3 separate regions of the Sus scrofa genome follow, and all the other regions are linked to region 2. A link is a contact called in public Hi-C data. All regions are on one chromosome and are shown on one strand. Each heading gives the region's core, a stretch centred on a gene start, on an enhancer-like site or on the middle of the called end of the contact. The rest is flanking DNA. Distances are from core to core; before and after follow the strand shown.

Region 1 (2,700 bases), core at 158-2,657, 94 kb before region 2:
CGGCATCTTGGGCAGGTCGCACAGGTAGCACCACTGGCGGCGGGACGCCTGCACGGACGCCATAGCCCCCAAACGCGCGCCTTCAGGACCCCTCAATCCACCCGCCGCCGTTCGATCCGCACTGCCGACGTTCGATTTGTGTCCCCAGGACCGCGCGAGCCACAGTCGGGCCTCTGGCTCGGCCTCCCCGCGGATCCAGGCCCGGCCCCCCTTCCCCGCCCCCCGGGCCCTAAGCCTTTTTCCTCACTCCCGCCTCCTCGAAAAGGCAGGCAAAGGTACGTCGGCGCCCCAGCCTGCTCCGGGCTCCGGGCCGAGGCGCACAGCTCGGGCCCCGCGATGGGCCGCGAGCGCCGCCGCCTCGGGCTCCCGCCGCTCCCGCCACCTCCGCTCCAACGGCTGCCACCGCCGCCTCCACCTCCTTCTGCCCCAGAGGCCGTTTCGCAGGGAAAGTTACATAACGCGCCGGCAAAGCCTTCTGGGAAACGTAGTCCCGCCGGGGCCGGCTCTTAAAGGGGACGGCAGGCAGCAGAGGACGGCGCGGGCTCGCCGCTGCGCGACCTTTACCACTCGTCGCCGCGGGGCAGGGAGTTTGGCTTGCTCCGAGCATTTCGAGCACAAGGGTTGGAAACAGGGATGTGATACAAATGGCGAGCGCCACGACGGACTCAAAAATTGTAGGAGGTGGACAGGCTTCCGGGCATCCAGCTTCTGTTCCGACTTGCTGTGCGGCTTTAGGCAAAAATCTTGCCTTCTCTGAAGCTCAATTCCCGCCCTTCAAAGGTGGGCCAATGACTGGCTACGGAGGCAGTCGCTCCTGGGGCGGGGCGGAGGGGTCTTGATTGGAAGGTTTCAGGACAGGGGGACGGGAAGCAGGCAACTTAAGCGTTGGGCAGGGCTGTTCACTTGGCACTTCTTCTTGCCCCAAATCTTGAATGGCAGCCTCTGATTGGAGCCAGCAACATCCGGAGAAAGGAGAGAACTGAAGTTGCCAGCCTCAGCTGCCTTATCTGCTGAAGGGAGTGGTGGGGCGCCCCCAATTCTGTTCCAGCCCTGCCAAAGCGCTCTGGTCTCCAAAGGGTTACACCGTCAGTGTCACCGCCCCCCTCCCAACTTCACTACAATTCCCAAAATGCCCTGCGGGGCCAACAAGCTGACGCACTTCCGCAGTCTGGAAGGTTGGGGGAGGCCTTCCCGATTCCCGCTGTCTGTCCTTACAGTCCCCCCCCCCCCCCCCAGCGCGCGCGCAATTTATGGAAGGTGTTTCCATGTTTTCCCAGCACCAAATTGAAAGGACCCTCACCCTGTATGGCTCATTAATGTTGAGGAAGGGAAGGAGGGCAGGGATGGCAAAGTTGGGGGTGGGGGGTGCTTAGTTTCTGGGGAGAACAAGAGCTAGACCACCCTTCTCCAACCCTGATTGCTTACTACCATCTAGGCCTATGCAGGCTATGGGGACCCCCGTGTTTTCTTCCTGGCGACCGCACCCCGCAGGGCAGGCTTGGAAGCGTGGGTATGTGGAGGGTGGAGAAGGGTCTCCAGACTCTAACCCACGTCAGCCTCTTCCCCTCTTTAGGCCTAGGTTCCTGTTAAGCGCTCAAAAATATTTTGAATTATTTGTGAGTTGCACTCATTAGTGGTTTTCAAACTAATCAGGGAATACCTGCCAACTCTCCCTTATTCCACTGCAACCATAGCAGGTCTGATTTGCAGTCTCAGCTTCACAATTTTGTTCACGACTTGTATTATTTTGACATTTTTCTTGAAGTTGATTCCCGAGAAAAAGAAGTTTATTTCTGCTCCATCCTAAGCAGTATGTGCATAATCATGGGTTGGATTTTTTTTTTTTTTTTTTTTTGGTCTTTTTGCTATTTCTTGGGCCACTCCCGTGGCATATGGAGGTTCCCAGGCTAGGGGTCGAATCGGAGCCATAGCCACCAGCCTACGCCAGAGCCACAGCAACGCGGGATCGGAGCTGCGTCTGCAACCTACACCACAGCTCACGGCAACGCCGGATCATTAACCCACTGAGCAAGGGCAGGGATCGAACCCGCAACCTTATGGTTCCTAGTCGGATTCGTCAACCACTGCGCCACGACGGGAACTCCCATAATCATGGGTTTTATGTACTATACTTTTTTGTGTGTGCTGTACACATTTTTATAAAATAAGTTAAAATTACGTATATATGGAGTTCCTGTCGTGGCTCAACAGTAACAAACCCGACTAGTATTCATAAGGATGCCAGTTCGATCCCTAGCCAGGCTCAGAGGGTTAAAGATCCGGCATTGCCACAAGTTGCAGCATAGGTTGCAGATGGGGCTCCAATCTGGCGTTGTTGCGGCATAGGGCAGTAGCTGCACCTCTGATTTGACCCCTAGCCTGGGAACTTCCACATGTTGCAGGTGCGGCCTTTAAAAAAAAAAAAAAAAGCAAAAAATAAATAAACGAACAACAAAAAAAACCTGTGTACATATAGAGCCATTAAAAAGGCCATCCATGTATCTCCTAAAATTGTCTTTGGGCCTTTTTTTTTTTTTTTTTTTTTTTTTTTTTTTTTTGGTCTTTTTGCTTTCTCTAGGGCTGCTTCCTGTGGCATATGGAGGCTAGGGATGGAACTGGTGCCATAGCAGTGACCCAAGCTACTGCAGTGATAACCCTGGATCCTTAACCAGCTTTAGTTAACAGTAGTGGGAGTAAGGA
Region 2 (2,700 bases), core at 87-2,586:
TCTCCCACCCCCGCCAAAAAAAGAAAAAAGAAAACGACTAAAAAAAGTCCCATCAAGGGAGTTCCCATTGTGGCTCAGCAGTAATGAACCCAACTAGTAGCCACGAGGATGCAGGTTGGATCCCTGGCCTCGCTCAGTGTATTGAGGACCCCACGTTCCTGTGAGCTGTGGTGTAGGTCACAGACAAGGCTTGGATCTCGTGTTGCTGCTGGCTGTGGTGTAGGCCGGCAGCTGCAACTCCAACTCAGCCCCTAGCCTGGGAACCTCCATATGCCGTGGGTGTGGCCCTAAAAAGACAAACAAACAAACAAATCCAAAAAAACCAACAACAACAAAAAAAATAAGAAGTCCCATCAAGTATGCTAGAGGAAGGATAATTTACTTTTCTCTCTGTAAATAAGGATATTATGAAATAAAGTATATGCAGCCAAAAACATAGGGAACATACCACAGAGGTGTGTCAGGCAGCAAATTAATAAAAACATTACATCATCTTTCGGGATTTCGTAATGTTTGTAGCATTTGTTGTCAGCTTTTTTATTATGTAATTTAGGATCCGCAAGGCCGGATCCTTAACCCACTGAGCAAGGCCAAGGATTGAACCCGCATCCTCATGAACTCTAGTCAAATTCGTTTCTGTTGACCCATGACGGGAACTCCTGTATTCCTCTTCTTATAGAATGTTCCCCTCTTTTACTCCCCAACCAAATTCCATAAGCTGTAACCGCCCTATTGATGGCTCATAAATTCAAAATAGAAAGTTCTTAAGCTGTGTGATCCTGGGCCAGGGCCTGTACCTCTCTGAGCCTGTTTCCTTAATGGCAAAATGGGGATCATAATAGCACCTATATTGCACGGTTGTTGCTAACTTTAAATAAGCCAAGGCCTGCAAACGGCTAAGTGCTATCTTGGAACTCACTGACAGATGACAAAACTCAACCAGTCTTTTACCCTGCGAATATTTCCTCAGCTTCTGAACGGGCGGCCAAGACCTTCCTCTGCGCATGTGCGTCCCACCCTCTTCCCGCCTGCCCCTCGCGCGGGCCTACTGGCAGCAGAGGGTTGTGGGCGGAGTCAAGGAGCTAATTCTGGGATTTCCTCCCCTGGTCGAAGAACAACCTTCTTTGTATAATTGGCGGTAGCTATTGGCCAATAGTAGTTGGAGAGGAGACTGTTGACCCAGCCCATTTCGGAACGTCTCTTCTGAGTTGGCCAATTGCAAGCTTTGAAGGGCGGGTTCTTCTCTGGGGCAGGCTAGAGTGACGGGCATCTGTTTTGACTAATGGGAACTTGGCGGAGGGTAAGCCAGAACCAATCAAAAGCCGGAAGGCCGGATCCTGGGGGCGGGGCTGGAGCTTCGTCAGTTGAGCTGCTCGCGAGGAGAAGAGTCCGTGGGGAAGGTGAGGGGCGGCGAGACCGGAGGGTGCGCGGGACCGGGTGGCGATCTTAGGGGGAGGGGGTGCTCTAGGTAGAGAGGTTGGCTGGGCAGGAGGCTAACCTGACAGTGTGGAAATCGGGAGGGGTTGCCCTTTAGCACAGGTAGGCGCTTTCGTGAGGGGTAAGGCAGAGGGCTGTACGTGAGGGGGGTGGGGATTTTTTCTGTTTTGCAGGAGGCTCTTTAAAGGCTAAGGTAGGAGACAGCAGATAATAAAATATAGAGGCCCTTGTAAATAGCCTTGCGATTAATGGGAAATTTTAAGGCAAAGGGTTATTATAGTATTGTGTGAAGAGGCGGAGGTCCCTGCCATCAGTTGCAAGCTTTGATTTGAGTGGAGGGTAGGTGAAGAACAGCATTGAGGGAGGGAATGAGTGAGGACTCCGGGGATGAGGATGTGCGTTAACGAGGTGAGAAGGCTTAATGATACACGTAGCGTTTACTGAGGATTTACTGTGCGCCGGGCACCTACCAAGTGTTTTATGTGAATTAACTCCTGAGCTTCCTAGCAACCCTACCAGTGGTTAAGAGTGCGGGCTCTGGGGTCTGGTTGCCTGAGTTTGAATACTGGCTTTGCCACCGGCCCTGCCACTGAACGAGCTGTTTAACCCTTTGTGCCCCAGCCTTATCATGGATAGAATGACCTCATCTCTTCTCTGTACCATTTACCTTCTGGCGCCTCACCCAATCTCTTGATTTCATATGCTCTATGTAATATTTCCAGGTGTGTATCTTCATTTGGGATCTCAACCCTGAACTCTAGACTCGTATGTCCAATGGCTGGCTCTTTTCTTCTTGGAAGTCCAGCTGACATACAGACTTTAAAAACTTGTCCCAGGAGGAAGTTCCCGTCATACCTCAGTGGTTAACGAATCCGACTAGGACCCATGAGGTTGTGGTTTCGATCCCTGGCCTTGCTCAGTGGGTTAAGGATCTGGCGTTGCTGTGAGCTGTGGTGTAGGTCGCAGACGTGGCTCGGATCCCACATTGCTGTAACTGTGGTGTAAGCCGGCTGCTACAGCTCTGATTAGACCCCTAGCCTGGGAACCTCCATATGCTGCGGGTGCAGCCCTAGAAAAGACCAATAAATAAATAAAAAAATAAAAATAAAAACTTGTTCCATACCAAACTTGGAGTTTTCCCCCTTCAACCTCCTAACCCAGTTGATGGCAGTTCCATCCATCCTTCCAAGTACTCAGGACAAAAACCTTGGCATTATCCTTCCCTCCTCCCTGTTCTCTCATCCACATACTGTCAATTAGCAA
Region 3 (2,993 bases), core at 353-2,852, 110 kb before region 2:
GTTTAGGGACGCATCCACTGCATGTGGAAATTCCCAGGTTAGGGGTTGAATTGGAGCTGCAGCTGCCAGCCTATGCCACAGTCACAGCAACACCAGATCCAAGCCATTTCTGCGATCTACACCACAGCTCACAGCAACGCTGGATCCTTAATCCACTGAACGAGGCTAGGGTCAAACCAGCATCCTCGTGTACCCTGGTCGCGATCATTAACCGCTGAGCCACAAAGATAACTCCCCCTCATTTATTTTTAACAGTTGCATAATATTTTATTATGTGACTGCTCACTGCCCCCCAACCCCGCCAGTCTCCCTACTAAAGACATCTGCGGTGGTTGTAGTCTTTTGCTACTACCAACAAACATTTCTTCCTCTTCCGGATCTCTGGAGCACTTTTTTTTTTTTTTTTTTTTTTTTTTTTTTTGCTTTTTAGGGCCGCACCTGCAGCAAATGTAAGTTCCCAGGCTAGGGGTAAAATCAGAGCTGCAGCTGCCAGCCTACACCATAGCCACAGCAACGCTGGATCCAAGCTGTGTCTGATCTATGCTGCAGCTTCCAGCAATGCTTGCCTCAACCCACAGGGCGAGCCCAGGGATCGAACCCGCATCCTCACGGATACTAGGTGGGTTTGTAACCCGCTGAGCCACAACAGGAACTCCCCCGCGTATTCCTTAGGGAGTCCAGTAGGAAGTCCCACTGCCCTACTCCCACCCGGGCGTATGACCACTCCTCTCATACACAGAGTGGTCCCATGACTATCTTTCATTCATTCAACGAACATTAACTGAGCATTTTTAGCGTAACCGTGCTGTGCTGGGAACACGGCGGTGACCAACACACACCCAGTCCCTGCCCCCGTGGAATTCGTGGTCACAGACAGAACTAACGAGCCACACAAATAAAGGCCCAATAACAAACGAGACCCCAAATGACTGAAAGGAAAGGAACAGGGACCCATGAGAGCATAAAACAGGCGGACTGCGGAACGGAGGGCGGGAAAGGAGGGCTTGGTAGAGGAAGTGACGTTGGTACGGAGACCCAAAAGATGAATGGGAGTTAGCCTGGCGGAATGAGTAAAAGGGATGTTGAGACAGAGGGGACTGCATGTGCAAAAAGCCTGAGGCGGGAAGGCGTACGGCGAGTGTGCGGAACCGAGAGGCCAGAGCAGGTGTGCAAAGTGAGGAACCAGCAAAGAGGCAGAGCCGCGGCCCGCGGGGCGTACGCGCCTTGGGGGCCACGTTGGAACTTTGCCCTGAGGGCACTAAGCAGCCACGGGAGGGTCCTGAGCCGGGGAAGACACTGCGGTCCCGAGAGTCACTGCTTCCCTCTCCTCTCAGCGTCCCCATTGCCCCCGACAGCGCTTCTGCCCTTTCAGCGTTCTTTCTCCCTTCGTCCCCGGGCCCCCACGCCACCCCCCGCTCACCACGGCTCGGGCCTCCGTCCCCCTCGCGCCCCCTCAGCAGCGCCTCTTCCCAGACGCCGCCGCCGCCATCTTCCGCTCGCCGCCGTGACACTGCGCACGCGTCCCGCACGCAGAGTCGCTGGGAATTGGAGTCCACTCTGCGGCCGGACTCCGCCCCTACTTTCTGCCGCGCCAGCGGCCTTCCTACTACGCCCTTCATTTCCGGCTTTGGGGCGCCAAGCCTTCTGGGAAATATAGTCCTTTGACGGGGGCTGGACGGAAAGGGAGATAGAGGCTTCTGGGAAATGGAGTTCTCAGTGGTTCTGGGTCCCTGGACGGCTGCTGTTAGAGAGAGCGGAGAGTCCCGGAAGCGAAGCTCCTAGGTGTTGGAAGTGGTCTGTTGCCCTAGTGAGATATGAGCAGAGGCCCCGATCCCCTCCACCTTTGGTCTTGGCCATTTACACGGTCTGCAACATTTCCGGCGATCAGTAGCTTCAGTCTTCCAGTCCGTCGAATGAGAAATGTGATTTCGAGGATCACTTACTGTCCTTAGAGGAACACATGGGGATCTCTGGAGACCGCTTCGCCTCTAAGCGCCCTTTCTTTCGCAGCAGACATGCTGGTCTCTGGCTGTTCGCTGGCTCCGGTCGAGATGGGTAGAAGGGTGGGGCCCTAGAGTTCTGCCCTCGAGGCTGTTATTACTGTCAGAAGTATCTCCCATCTGTAGCTCCCTCGCTCTTCAGCCATCTCCAGCTCTCACGTCCCCGGGCTGCGGCTCCCGGCGCCTGAGGTCTGTCTCCTCGCAATCCCGCAGGGGGCGCCCCAGTACGGGCACACCGCCCTCGGGGAGGCGGGAGGGGAGCCCAGGGCGGGCAAGGGCGGGTGGGGGGAGCGGTTGTCTCGACTATAAAGCGCGGCCGCCTCCCGCGGCGCCCGGGACGGCTGGGACCCTGGGCGGTCGGACGGACCGGCGCCGGTCAGGACTCGGGCCGTGCCGGCTGAGGGATCCGAAGCGCCGCTGCGATCCCCCCGGGGCCGGAGCAGGGGCGGGTGGGGGCGCAGGCCCGGGGGATGCTGGGCTCGGTGAAGATGGAGGCCCATGACCTGGCCGAGTGGAGCTACTATCCGGAGGCGGGCGAGGTGTGTCCTCGGGGATGGCGGAGCGGGAAGTGGGGGGCGGGGGGAGGAATCAGGGTGCGGATCTAAATGGGGGGCAAGGACTGGGGTATGGACTCAGATGGGGGCCCCGACTGGAACTGGGGAGCAGAGGAACTGGAGACACGAAGACCAGGTGTGCAGGAGTCAAGAAAGGGGGACAATGCATGAGAGCGCGGCTTAGGCAGTCTAGTAGGAGTGAGGGCTTAAAAGAGAGTCAAGAAGATTTAGGCAAGGGTCAAGTCATAGTTTAAACGTGAGAGCTGGGTGTCAGGGACCTAAAGTCCGAGGAATTAAAGTGAACAAACCAAAGATAAGACTCAGAGCTGGGGGATTAGGAAATGGGGTCCAGAATTGGGGGAAAAGGTAGGGACTAAGAGATGGGAGGTGGAGGGAGGTCACCATTAAGGGAAGTCTGAACTGAGAGCTCAGGGTTAAA

What was found. A called contact is a pair of places that touch in the nucleus more often than the background predicts.
Region 1: a Hi-C map of skeletal muscle shows a contact between it and region 2, with 11 times the contacts expected there. The contact joins the promoter of IRF2BP1 here to the promoter of CCDC61 in region 2. A contact is called at or near these places in 3 of 47 Hi-C or Micro-C datasets (heart right ventricle, liver and skeletal muscle).
Region 3: a contact with region 2 is called in a Hi-C map of liver, with 4 times the contacts expected there. The contact joins the promoter of SYMPK here to the promoter of CCDC61 in region 2. A contact is called at or near these places in 1 of 5 promoter capture datasets (liver) and 1 of 47 Hi-C or Micro-C datasets (liver).

Annotation. Positions count from the first base shown.
Region 1 is chr6:52,198,803-52,201,502 of Sscrofa11.1, forward strand. IRF2BP1 (interferon regulatory factor 2-binding protein 1) reads right to left here and starts at 1,408. Exons shown (of 1, transcript XM_003127228.4): 1 at 1-1,408. The coding sequence starts at 63.
Region 2 is chr6:52,293,182-52,295,881 of Sscrofa11.1, forward strand. It overlaps CCDC61 (coiled-coil domain-containing protein 61), which reads left to right and starts at 1,337. Exons shown (of 15, transcript XM_021094596.1): 1 at 1,337-1,400.
Region 3 is chr6:52,178,780-52,181,772 of Sscrofa11.1, forward strand. It overlaps SYMPK (symplekin), which reads right to left and starts at 1,603. Exons shown (of 27, transcript XM_005664608.3): 1 at 1,421-1,603. FOXA3 (hepatocyte nuclear factor 3-gamma) reads left to right here and starts at 2,316. Exons shown (of 2, transcript XM_003127229.4): 1 at 2,316-2,539. The coding sequence starts at 2,471.